2 separate regions of the Rattus norvegicus genome follow, and region 2 is linked to region 1. The links are chromatin contacts, called in public Hi-C maps. All regions are on one chromosome and are shown on one strand. The core of a region is the stretch at or near the end of the contact, and the rest is flanking DNA. Distances in the headings are between cores, read along the strand shown. Region 1 holds the start of Prelid3a (PRELI domain containing 3A). Region 2 overlaps Spire1 (spire-type actin nucleation factor 1).

The links. Hi-C and Micro-C count contacts between places; a contact is called where the count stands out from the background.
Region 2: a contact with region 1 is called in a Hi-C map of Schwann cells, with 2.3 times the contacts expected there. The contact joins the enhancer-like site here to the promoter of Prelid3a in region 1. A contact is called at or near these places in 2 of 12 Hi-C or Micro-C datasets (the A7r5 cell line and Schwann cells) and 1 of 1 datasets of contacts at active chromatin or transcription factors (oligodendrocytes).

What each region holds. Positions count from the first base shown.
Region 1 is chr18:63,283,361-63,289,898 of GRCr8, reverse strand. Prelid3a (PRELI domain containing 3A) reads right to left here and starts at 2,262. Exons shown (of 7, transcript NM_001109570.1): 1 at 2,192-2,262. The coding sequence starts at 2,223.
Region 2 is chr18:63,318,858-63,325,395 of GRCr8, reverse strand. It overlaps Spire1 (spire-type actin nucleation factor 1), which reads left to right. Exons shown (of 16, transcript NM_001415684.1): 12 at 4,434-4,571; 13 at 5,300-5,370. Among named protein-coding and RNA genes, the nearest start is that of Prelid3a, 34 kb to the right of the region's middle. Within about 2 kb of position 3,600, at least 52 of the 93 cell types and tissues checked have an H3K27ac peak or open chromatin away from gene starts, as enhancers often do. A contact at or near this core is called in Schwann cells, where this site is marked.

The DNA.
Region 1 (6,538 bases), core at 1,013-3,512:
TGGAGGGGCATGTGGTCTTCCTGTGAGCTTCTCCCCGTGAGCAGTGCCAGGGTCAGGCACTGGCAGGGGACCTGGGTCATAAAACAAAGAACCAACACATGCTAGCTACCATATGGGTGAGCCTCAAAAATGATGATGATGATGACGACGACGACGACGACGACGACAATGCTTATCACAAGACACCAGACACAGGAAAGCACTTATGATGTTGACTATTTATATAAAATATCCAGGAGATAAATCTACAGGAACAGATCAGTGGTTCCTCGGGGCAGGAATGGGGAGGGAGTACATCTCCCACATAAAGTTCAGTATATCTTTAGACGATAACAGGAATGTTCTAAAACTGGACCACCACAGTGATGGCTGCACAATCTGCAAAAAACTAAAAATGACAAAAACCAATTTCTGTAACTGTACTAAAAATTAGTCAACTATATAATATATTTAAAGTTTTTCTCATGTTCTCTTTCACATGTATGAGGGTGAGTGCTGTGCGTGGGGTGTGCGTGCCTGTGGAGGCCGGAGACCGATGCAGAGATCCTCTTACCCCTTTTCACTGAGGCAGGGCAGTCCTGCCAGCTAGCTTGCTCCAGGCATCCCCATCTCCATCTAACCAAGCTAGACTCACAGGCCGGCCTCTCCAATCACTGAGTTGCCTGAGTTCTGGAGATCTGAACTACAGCCCTCACGCACTCATGGCAAAGACTAGCCAGTGAGCCATCTCCCCAGCCCAGAACTGTAGAATACACTTTTAAGTGGATGACTTGAGGCCAACAAGATGGATCGGCTGCTAAAGATGTCTGCTGTCAAACCTCGAAATCTCAGTGGGATCTCCTGATCCACAAGGTAGGAGCTGAGAACCGAATCCCCCATGTTATCTTGACCGCAGCTTGCGCTTGAGTGCATGCACATGCGCGCACACACACACACACACACACACACACACACACACACACACACACACTAATTAATTAAATGTAATTTTAAAATTATTAAAAAGAGCCAACCTTAGTGTCACATGTATTTAATCCCAGCACTGGGGAGGCAGAGGCAAGCAGATCTATGTGAGCTCGGGGCCCTCCTGGTCTAAGTCCACACAGTGAAACCCTATCTCAAAAAAAGAAAAATAATCTCCCCCAAACACACACACATTAAAATGAGTGGTAACACATTACAGATTACAAAATGTAAATAATAATGATTAAAAAAAAAAAAGAACGGACGCTGCAAAAATGGTCAAAATTGTCAACAGTGATTTTCCAGTGGCAGTCAACATTTCAGGACCCTTAGGGTAACTCTCAGCCGGCCCAAGTCAATACTCTTGGCATCTCAGCATTTGATGACTTTCTACCCGTCTCTGCTTCTGGCCCGTACAAATCATGTCTGAATCTTGGGGAAACCTTCAGAAAGCCTGCCAACTTTTCCAAAAATCTACATACCACCTGTCTAAGGTTCCATATTTAAAAGGGATTTTTTTCTAAAGGCGGATGCTATAGTTCAATGATGGAACACTTTTCTAGCAAGCTCGAAACACTGGGTCGGGGCCCAGCACCATCGAAAAATAAAAATAAAGAAGCCAGGAGTTCTGAAGCCAGGTGGTCAATTTTTATTAGAAATTTTACACTTTAAAGGACAATGGACGACAGTTCTGTTTCATGCAGTCTCTTCACGTCCACCCTCGCTCGGAACGAAAAGCTTCTCTAATCGGGATCAGAAAGTCTCAAAAATCCTTTGAAAAGATATCAAAACACTCCATGACACGGTGGAAGGCGCCCCAAGGGTCGGGGGAGCACTCGAGGCAGTTCGCAGTCTCCCTGGTGGGGGCTTAGAGGCGTCCGTGTGCACAACGTATTCAGGACCAAACGCCCCAAATGCCTTCCTCATGTCTAGATTTCTCGGGGGAACCTAAGCCCCTAGGGCACCGTGGGTGACACCCGCTGCAAGGGGAGCTGGCCGTAGGCCGCTGCCCTACTCCGGATGGATCGCGACGACCCCGCGCAGCTCGCAGTCGGTACAAACCGGCTGAGGATGAGGAGGCCTCCCCACGCACCTGACACCCGGCTCCTCGCCCCGGCAGGACCCCGGCCCCGGAGCCGCTGCGGGTCCCGGCTCCCCGCCCCTCCCCGAGGCCGCACGGCTATGGCCACGTCCGCGCATTTCCCAGCGCAGCCCTCGGATGGCTCACCCGAACACGTGCTCCGAGCTCCAGATCTTCATCGCCGCAGCCGCAGGCCCAGGGCGCGAGTTCGGCGCTCTGCGGGATGCTGCGCGGCGCCGTGGGGGCGGGGCGCCCGCTGTACCGCCTCCCCCGTCACGTGGTCCGGACTGCGGCGGCTAAAAATAGGGAAGTGGGAGGCGAGTGGTACCCAGAGCGGCGCTGCCGCAGGGACATTCGCGAGTGCGCAGCCACAAACCGCAGCTCTGGGTTCTTTGACGCTGTCCAAATCACGGCCCTGCCCTTTCCAACCACACGCGAACGTCGTGGACAAACTAGAATTGCCAATTCAAAATAAAGTCTGGGTATTGAATAAGCTTAACACCCCAATCCTATCAAAGCCCGTCACAGGCAACCTACTAGAGAGGCTACAAAGACGGAGCTCTCCTGCTAAGAAACAGAAGTAGCCAGTTCTGCGAACGCTTTTTACGTGAACAATATATTATGGGGCTGCCCCAAAAGGGTTGGGGACAAAAAGAGACTTCGTCCTAAAGTTATTAGTAACTGGAGCACTGCTCCAGAGGAACTAATTACATTTATCCTGGAGACACAAAACAGTTCTCGCCTCGAGGGGAGTAAGACCCAGTTTATTTTTGAGCCAAATATGAGTGATCATGATTCAGGAACAAGGATTGAGGTTTCCCTGAAAGGCATGACCCACAGCGGATGTGGTTACTTATGTGAGCCTGAATTAGTTTCAGAACAAAGAAAATCACAAATCGTGGCATTTACCAAGTCAGCAGGGACCAGGGCAACTAGGGAACTCTAGGCCCGTAGGGCTATAGGCCTCAGATGTTAACATTCTTAGCATTTGGATTGGTAAAAAGTCAGTGTAGGGGTTGGGGATTTAGCTCAGTGGTAGAGCACTTGCCTAGCAAGCGCAAGGCCCTGGGTTCGGTCCCCAGCTCCGAAAAAAAGAAAAAAAAAAGTCAGTGTAAAGGTTCTGATAGGCAAGGATATTTGGTCAGATACACGGGTATGCAATGAATTGTCTTCAGAGGGACTGAAAACCAGGCTGCTGGGTGGGTATGGCAGCCCAGTTCACTGGAGGTAGATATGGAATCTAGCAAACAAGATGGCTAGCTAGACTAAGAAGCTACAGTTTAGCAAGAGATTACATACATGCATGCATACATATATACATACATGCCGACACACGCACCATGTGCCCACACACATGCAAATAGGAGCATAAACATCACACACAAACACAAACGAAAAAGAAAAATTTAAAAAGGACTAAAAATCGCTCTAGATAATTTGGCTCTAATCGGCAACATTTTAACTCTCCGTAAGCACTAAGTTCAGTCAGTCCGCCTTGGAGTCTTTAACAAGGTGTGGCTTTTCTTTTCCCTGGGAACTTCAGAAAAATAGATTGATCATAAATTAGGCTGGCAGGGTGGCTCGTGTTTATAATCCCAGCACTTAGTAGGGTAGAGAAAGACTAGGAGTGAGAGAGGCCAGGTTGGACTACATAGCAAGTGTTAAATACGAAGTAAGATGTGCCAGACGTGGTGTGGCCTGGTGTAAACTGAGCTTAGCAGGGCACACCTCACCTGGGACATCTTCAGCTATAGATGGAGTCTGCGGCCTGGACAGCACAAAATCTTGTCAAGACAAACAGAGGCAACAAACATGCAAAAAAAAAAAAAAAAAAAAAAAAAAAGAGAGTAAAAAGAGGTTGGGAATATATCTTAGCGGTGAAGCAACTGCCTAGAATGAGCAATACGCATGGCTTAATTCCCCGAATAGGAGACAAATATCAGAAATTCAGCACCTCTTTCGGACACGAGGTATACCTGCAAATTGAAATCTCGTGGTCTCCAAAGTCATCCTCTGATCCTAGGGAAAAGGAAGCTCTCTATCTTTGATGTCACCATTTCAAAGGGATGGCTTCAAAATCTTTGAGAAAGACTGGCCCTGGTGGGTTAAAACTGAAAGGGTTTTATTTAACTCCCTGCAAACGCGTGCATGCATTTCAAGAAGCGAAGGCCTCTGCTGCCAGGGGTGGCTGCTCACGCCGGTTATCCCTCAGATTCAGAGGCTTGGAAGATCATCGGGAGTCTAAGCTGAGACGGCCCTGGCCCTGAGCTGTGTGAGACCCTGGCTCAAAAGCAAACATTGGCTCAGTGGTTAAAAGCACTTTCTAAGGCTGGAGAGGTGGCTCAGTGGTTATGAGCACTGACTGCTCTTCCAGAAGTCCTGAGTTCAAATCCCAGCATCCACATGGTGGCTCACAACCATCTGTAGTGGAATCTGATGCCCTCTTCTGGTGCATCTTAAGACAGCTCCAGTGTACTCACATAAAAAAATAAATAAATCTTAGGAAGGTTTTAAAGTAAAGAAAGAAAAAAAGAAAAGAAAAGCACTTTATGTAAACCTTGAATTTGCTCCTCTGGTCTCACAGTGGACGGAGAGAACGAACTCCTGAAAGTTGTCCTCTGACCTCATGCCTACCACAGCAAACCTGCTCTCAGATAATCACAATTAAGATAAAAACCAAGCTGGGTGTGGTGGTGCACAGTCACATCTCAGTATTTTGGGGGAGGATCAGGAATTAAGTCAACCTAAGTTACATAGTGAGTTCAAGGCCAGCTTGAGATACAAGAGACCCTGACTCTAACGGCGAGGTGTGCGATTACAAGTTTTCTAAAATAAATCCCCTAAGAAAGATAAAATGGGGAGGTAGAGGTGGGAGAGGAAGGAGAAAAGGGAGAGTCTCCCCCTTCGTTGACAAGAGACATGGCCACTGGCTATGCATTATTTGATTAAACCAAGCTTAAGGTGTGGTTGTTTCTTCACGTTCATCTATTTAATCCTCAATTACCCCATTTTACAAAGGAAGTTTCAGGCCCGTTGGATTCTGGCCCACAAGCTCTATACCAGACTGCATCTCAGCGAGGACAGCAGGTGTGATCTTCCCCATTTACAACTACCAAGACCAGCGACTCCATCAGACAGAAAAGGGAAAACGTGGGTCCATCTCTTTCTTTTTGTTTTGTGGCAGAATCTCACTATTTGTGGCCTCAAACTAGCAATTCTTGGTCCTCTGCTCCCCGAGTGTTGGGATTATAGGAGTAAACTGCCATAAAATGGCTCTCGTTTCATTTTAATGGCTTATGTAGTCCACATGGGATGGGTTCCTGAAGGGCTTCTCATTCAGCCAAGGCCACCCAGCACCTCAACCACACACACACACAGCAGCTCAGCCCTGTGTCTCACTGGCCCTCTGTATGGTGCTGGACTGGCAGCACACTGTATGGGTCCCTCACTCAGTGTTTTCCCTGTGTTCTTCCCACACTTTCTCAGCACTTTCTTCTTTCTCAGCACTCTCCCTGAAAGCATGTCCCAAGCCTCCTGTACCTCTATGCTGACTGATATTACGTCACGGACATAGGCTAGAGTCACTGGAGAGGAAGGAGCCTCTGTTGATAAAAAACGTTCTCATAAGATGAGACGGTCCGTAAAATGTAAGACATTTTCGTTGGTGATTGATGGGGAAGGGCCCAGCCCATTATGGGCCTGGGCTGGTGGTCCTGGTTCTATAAGAAAGCAGGTTTAGCAGGCCAGGGGGAAGCAAACCATTAAGCAGCGCCCCTCCATGGGCTCTGGATCAGCCCCTGCCTCCAGGTTCCTGCCTGTTTGAGTTCTGTCCTGACTTCCTTCAGTGATGAACAGTGATGTGGAAGTGTGCGCTGAATAAACCCTCCCCTCCCCGAGTTGCTTCCGGTCATCGTGGTTTCATCACAGCACTAGAAACCCTGACTGGACGGTCTCCGTGTCATACTTCCTCAAGCTTTAGTCTCGCTCCAGCGGCCTGGGTGCCTACAGTCTCGCAGCAGGCTCCATGCACAGTATTCCTTAGGGTCCCCAAGCTAGACACCCTTAAAGCCAGTCAGCCACAGCCTTTTGAAATCTACCGCTCGCACAGGGTGCTAAGCCACTCCTCTATCTCCATCCTACAGGACACAGCAGTCTTGGGCTAAGGTCGCCCCTCCCACGCCCCCCACCCCCCCCATCCCCCCACCCCCTTCATGAGTTACTTTTCTCTAAACCTTAGGGCCTTTATCTAAGAAAGAAGCTGACCAGCAGCAGCTACCCCAAGAGTGGGAGAGACTGGAATGGAACCATGAGACTAGCTTCCTTCCGCAGAGTGGCCTGACAGCTGTCATTGCCATCCTAACCCCACCCGCTTCCTCCTCATGACTGGTTTCTGCCTCCTATCAGCCTGCCTGAATACATGGTGCTACCCCATACCTGACAGCTGTGCCTTGTCCCTCAGGACCTGTCTCATGCCTCTGTAGGCATGCCCTATAG
Region 2 (6,538 bases), core at 2,351-4,850, 34 kb before region 1:
CCACATAATGGCTTTTCTCACTAATAACTCCTCACTAGTAGCTTGGTGAGTTTATGAAAATCACTGACAGTGAAGTTCTTACAGGATGTCCTGGGAAACTCTCGCTGTACTCTGCAGTGCAGTTAGGAATAGTTTCCCTTTCGTCCCTTCAACTGAAAATGTCAGGATGCTATTGCAGTTAATACATTTTATTATGTTTAAATGCTCTTTTATTATTTGGTGAAATTACTGATACTGATTGCCCATTCAAGTGAAAAGCAGTTGCCTTTAAGGACCTGCTCAGGCACAGCAGCTGGGCCTGTGGGCACAGAACCCAGGCACTCTGCCCTGCCCTGCATCTCAGCCAGCCTCTTTTGGGAGAATCAGTGCTCACAGACCACCAAGTTAGAACAGCCATCAGTGTCTCTGCTGTGTGACCCCGGGGCATGGCTTACTGCTGATCCTGACGGTGAGAATGAGTGGGATGTCTCGTGGACCATTGCCATCCTCATGGTTTCTGTTGTGCTTTGTTTTGTTTTTCTTTCACGGTCTGTAATTGCTGTTTGCAGGTCACTTGTTCAGCATTTTCTCCTTTTCTTTTCCCTGCTGTTTTCTTTCTCCCTCCATTGTTCAGGTTCCTAGGATAACCAGTGTATGGCCAAGGACGCCTTTCCGACCACTTTTCTCTGCCATACAAACAGCTTCTCTGCTGAGCTCTCATCCTTTTGAAGCAGCCATGTTTGGGGTAGCAGGGGCTATGTATTATCTGTTTGAGAGAGCTTTTACCAGCAGGTGGAAACCCTCAAAGGTTGGCCTCTTTCTGCTGGTTCTGGGAATTCCTTTACTCTCTGTCTGACAGTGACACCTCAGCTACTACACTCTGCAAGAATTAACAGCTCAGATGGGCACTCTGCTTTTGATTGCTGATTCCAATCTTGTATAGGACGCATAGATCATGCTGTGATCTCATTGGAGAAGAAAATAGCTGAAAGGACAACAAACTCAAAATGCAGCATCAGCTAGAGAGCCTGTGGGTGTTAGTCTCTGGGAATGGCTCCCTGTCAGCAGGGCATTGCTTCCTCCTGACTCATGCTCTCCCACCAGTGGAGTTTTGGGAAGGGTTTATTCACTCGCCCAGCTGGCAAACCAGCCCCTTGCTAGCCAAACAGCCATGATGGACAGCCTGCCACACCTATAGAGGTGTGTCCCTGGCATTTCCTCTACACTTCATCATCAGCTCTGTGGCCCAATACCCCACCCCTCTCGGAGTGCTGCTTCTCCAGAGAGAAGTGAGTTGTCTTTTTACTGATAGTTATTCAAAACATTTTTTATTATTTCTCATTACTTTTGGGGGATTTTTCTCCTCACAGAATAATAAATGTCACTATCATTTGAATGTTTACAAAAAAAACAAAAAACACATTAAAATCCCCCACTCATTCCCCAGTGTAGAGAGCAGCCAGGACCTGGCTCTTCAAGGATCTATGTTATAGAACAAACTCTGGACAGATGACTCATTCTTTACTCATTGTTATTCATCTGAATATAAAACACATGGGGCACAGAGAGCCTGATCCTATATTTATCATTTGTCATGAAATCTCTATGTCCTGTCTTCTGTCCAACACTCCCCACCTAATTTTAGATTAGCTCCATAGACAAAATGGGTGGCTCTCTTAATTCCTCTTACAGCCACAGGTTGACATTTTTACTATGAACACCCTCAAACAGAAATATCTACATGCGGTCCATAGACTGTTTTAAGGAAAAAACAAATTCACTTTGAGTTTTAAAATTGGATTTGAAGAAGTGGTTAAGTATATGTCAAATTTTCTATTTAAATTGACTTCCCTTTCGATGGTTCTTAACTGATGGTTTTACAGCTGGTGTATGGAGCTTCTTTCTAACGGAAGCCATCATATGAAAGATGTCTGTTTGAAGCCCGCACGGCGCGCAGCAGGTTAAGGCGTCTGTTACCTGCCGAGCCTGCCAGCCTGAACTCAGTCCCCACGACCCACATGGTGGAAAAGAGAACCACAGTGATCAGTCCACACCTCACTGTTATATATATGTCCCACGCCTAGCATGTGATAGATAGATAGATAGATAGATAGATAGATAGATAGATAGATAGATAGGAGGTAGATCTAGCTCATTTCTCTGTGGCCCAGTCACTAATAATCAGTTTCACTTTCTGCTCTCTGGTTTCTGTGCTGCCTCATTCTGACTCCATTTGTCTAAGAGTTAACCAGAATATTCAGTAAAGCTCAACTTGTAAATAAGCTATGACATAACTGCCCCACTGCCAACGCCTTTGCTGCTTTCCCCACACTTTGAGTTACTTTGGGACATAGAGCTCCAAGGGTGATGGTGTCAGGCTGGCTGGCATAACCCAACCCACTGAACCCACAGCAGGAGACGTACAGGGTCATGGTGGACAAGGTACTCTCTTAAATGTTCTTGTCAATTGGAAAAATAATTGAAACTATTCTAGTTAATTTATCTTTTTATTTCGTGTTGCATTGAAGTCTTGTTGTCCTTGGGCAAGCTCCAGATTTAACATTAGCATTTGACCTGATGGAAATCATTTTATTAAAGGATGGTATGAGTGAAATTTTTAAAAAGAGTAAGGAAATACACAAACTTCATGATCTCTTACAATGCTGTACAGATTTAAAATGGTTCAGAGCTGAAAGTTGAGGGTGCACTTGACAAAGGACAAAAGTCTTGTGACTTAGACTGCAGAGAAGGAAGGAGCAAGCCGTCAGCTTGTTCCGTGGAAGTCTGTCCCCAAGTTAAAACACTCAGCAGCCAGGGACCTACAGGGCACAGGGGTCTGAGTGCCTCCTTAGGTTAGACTAGGTTGGTTGGTTGGGTGGTTGGTTGGTTGGCTGGTTAGATCAGTACAGTATTTTGGTGCAGCTTAGCAGTTTGGTCATAGTTAGCTGTCAGCCACCTTTTATTAAATACTGGTGGGAAAACTTCTACAAAAGCTAAAGCTGAAAACTCCTGTGAGCGTGTTCAGCCAACACTGCTTATTTACTAGCCCGCTTAGATGATCTAACTTAGAGGTGTCTAAGTTGTCCTTTGACATAGCTCTGTTCAGTGGGTTAAACAAACACATATATAAATTGAGCATACTGCTTAACTGTCATCTCTGAAAGCTGTTCCCACTAAATGGGAAACTGTGAGATGGGCAGCTCTTTTTTGAATGCCCATTGTTGGCATCGTAAAGTAAATGACACAGTCTTCTTCAGCTGGCCCCCAGCTACGAGAAGCCCTCCTAACAACTCAACAGCGTAGTGATTCTTTCCAAAGCAAGCATAGCCTTCCCTAAGTTAGCTCAATCGGATTCTGTATTGAACTGAAACAAGTTAGCCAGACTACTGTTTTTTTTTTTTTTAGTAAATGCTAATGTTTTTCAAGTTTGCAACCTAGATTTATGTTTGTCTCTCTGATTGAAAGACAGAACTGAATGCTAACACTCCATAAACTGACTGCCCTCGTGGTCATGTGCTTTCTCATTTGGCTTGTTTGGTTCCAGAATGCCTGGGAGCAGTGCTGTGGTGTGTGGGAGTGAATTGTAATGTGTGTGCTGAGAACATTGAGTTTCAGTGTCAATACACCACAATGGCCCCTTGAAGCCTGGCAGGGCCTGAGTGCACAGGGCTGTTCTGTCTTTCTCTTAGATCCACCAATCAGCAGCGCCGGATGGAGAACGGATGGTTCGAGGCTCTTATTCAGTGGATCAGTTACATCAACATTTTTCACAGCTGTTTGTAAGGAAGCCATTAACATAAGAACCCAACATAAATATTTATCACGAAAGGCTCTGTCTCCATCTGTGCTGACTGTGCATTCAGCAGCGTTGAAAAGACCTGGGGCAACGAGAGAGATGGGCTTCTGGAGTGAGCTGTCCTGCCTCCCGCTTCCTGTTACAATTCCACTCAAGCCTTCAGGGATTTTTGAAAGTGTGCTGATGTAACTGATCACTCAGTAATGCTTGTCCATATAAAGTACTAACCACCTTCGCTTGGCTACTCTGGGTACCACAAACAAAATCCTGCAGTTTTGAAAACAGGACCAAACTTGTGAATTTGCTGCATTTCTAATAAGAGTATAACTCACAGCACATTTGCATAATCTTCTGTGACACAAAACTGGTTTAGCATAACAATGCTTTCTCAAGTTCTCAGCTCTGCTGGAGGCAAAATACCTGCCTTAATGTGAGGAACTGGTTTATTAGAAAGTGCTACAGTGTTTCACTCTGCCAAGGTCCTGTTCTCTACCATGGGCTTAGGAGTGATGTGGTCCCCAGAGGGAGCCAGCTCTGTCCCAGTGATCATGGGAATCCTGTTCTCTGGAGCTACTAACCAGGTGTCTGATTTGAAGGGAGCACGGCAGCCCTAGAGCAGAGCGGGTGCGCCTTGCTCACGAGGAACTTTGAATTGCAGGAGGAATTCTGCTACCCAGTGGAATGCCTCGCTCTCACTGTGGAGGAAGTGATGCACATTCGTCAGGTCCTGGTGAAAGCGGAGCTGGAAAAGTACCAACAGTATAAGGATGTCTACACTGCCCTGAAAAAAGGAAAGGTAGAACTGTTTAACGTTGATTGACCTGTATGAGAATGGCCAGTCCCAGGCATGGTCTTCTGTAAGAGGCCTGTGTGCTTAGACAGGTGGTACAGGATTTTAGGGGTCTTAGAGGTGAGGTATTTATATTCTAGGCTGATCCCTGTTCTTCCTCACTTACAAGATGGGATTTTTGTTTTTCCTTGGCAAAATTAGTGGAAGTTTAAAAACCACCCTAAAAGATAATAGTATGGCTTCCTAAGGCCATGTGCACTAGAGTTGTAATTTTAAAGGATCAGGAGGGGCTGGAGAGATGGCTCAGTGGTTATGAGCACTGACTGCTCTTCCAAAGGTCCTGAGTTCAAATCCCAGCAACCACATGGTGGCTCACAACCATCTGTAATGAGATCTGATGCCCCCTTCTGGTGTGTCTGAAGATAGCGACAGTGTACTCATATACATAAAATAAATCTTTTAAAAAGTAATAAAATAAAGTATCAGGAAAGAAAACATGCCTGAGAAGCAGAAGTTAGTTACTTTTCCTCAGAATTGATCCTGTGACCACGGGATGCTTGAGCACTGTGACCTTTCATGACCAAACCAAGCATAAAGCCCAGGTTTGTGTTCCTCACCCTCATCTTTCTGCAAATGTACCTGGACCATCCCTAGATGACCAGGAAGTGGCTCCATCCCAGGAGCCTGCAAGCAGTGGCCCCACCTCTCTTCTCCTTTAACTTTGTATTTTTTAGCTCTGCTTCTGTTGCCGAACCCGGAGGTTTTCCTTCTTCACCTGGTCCTACACCTGTCAGTTCTGTAAGAGGTAAGGGTTCTGTCACTGGGGGTCCAGCGGCACCGAGAAATGCACTTGCCTTTTTGGTTCCGTCTTTCCCCGCTTGGGAGAGGAGTTAGAGGTGGCCCGGTCTGTGGCTTTGCTCTGCCTCCTTACTGGCTTGGCATAGTGGATCCTAACACTTGATAAACCTGGGTGGAAATGTTACTCTGCATGTTACTTCTTTCTTTTTTATTGTTGTTGAAAGGAGGTTTCATGTGGCCACCAGTCTCAAACTCATTCCATAGCCTTGGGGGAGCTTCAGCTCCTGATCCTCCTGCCTCTACCTCCCAAATGCTGGAGTACGGGTGCATACCACCATGCCTGGTCTGTTTCTTTTATATAAGCAAACCGAGACTGTCGTCCTCGAACAGGACAAAAACAAAAACCAGCCATGGTTATCATATGATCCCTGGACACACTACTAAAATTCCGCATGGACGTTGATCCTCTTTATTTATTTGTTTGTTGTTACGTTGTTGTTTTAAGGTTAATTTTTAGGTGGTGGTGGTGGTGGCACAGGTCTTTAATCCCAGTACTCAAAGGCAAGAAGTGCTCTGTGAGTTCAAGGCCAGCCTGGTGAGTTCAGGCCAGCCAGGCCTACATGGTAAGACTGTCTCAAAACGAAAAAGATTTCTTTATATTATTCTTATTATGTGCATATGTGTGCTCTATGAGTGAAACCCCACAGTGCGGTGCCATGGAGGCCAGAGGCATGGATCCCTTGGATCTAGAGTTACGATCCATCATGAGCCTCTTAATATGGGTGCAGGGAACTGAACTCAGGTCCTCCCTTTGGAAGAGTAGTAGGCACTCTTAACTACTGAGCATTTCTCCAGACCCACTCTCCAGCACCCCTTTTTGGTTGTTTGTTTTTTAAGATAGATCATATTATAGTATAAGTTGGTCTGGAACTCATTATGAGGCTGTAGTTGGCCTCAGACTCTCAATGGTCTCCCTCTAGTGTCCCAAGTACTGAAATTACAGACATGAGCCACCATGCTTGACTGACCTGAGTTTTTTGTTGGTTTGATTTGGCTTAGTTTGGTTTTTGGTTTTTGAAGACAGGATTTCTTTGTGTAGCCTTGGGTGTCCTGGAACTCACTCTGTAGACCAGGCTGCCCTTAAACTCACAGAGATCAGCCTGCCTCTGCCTCTG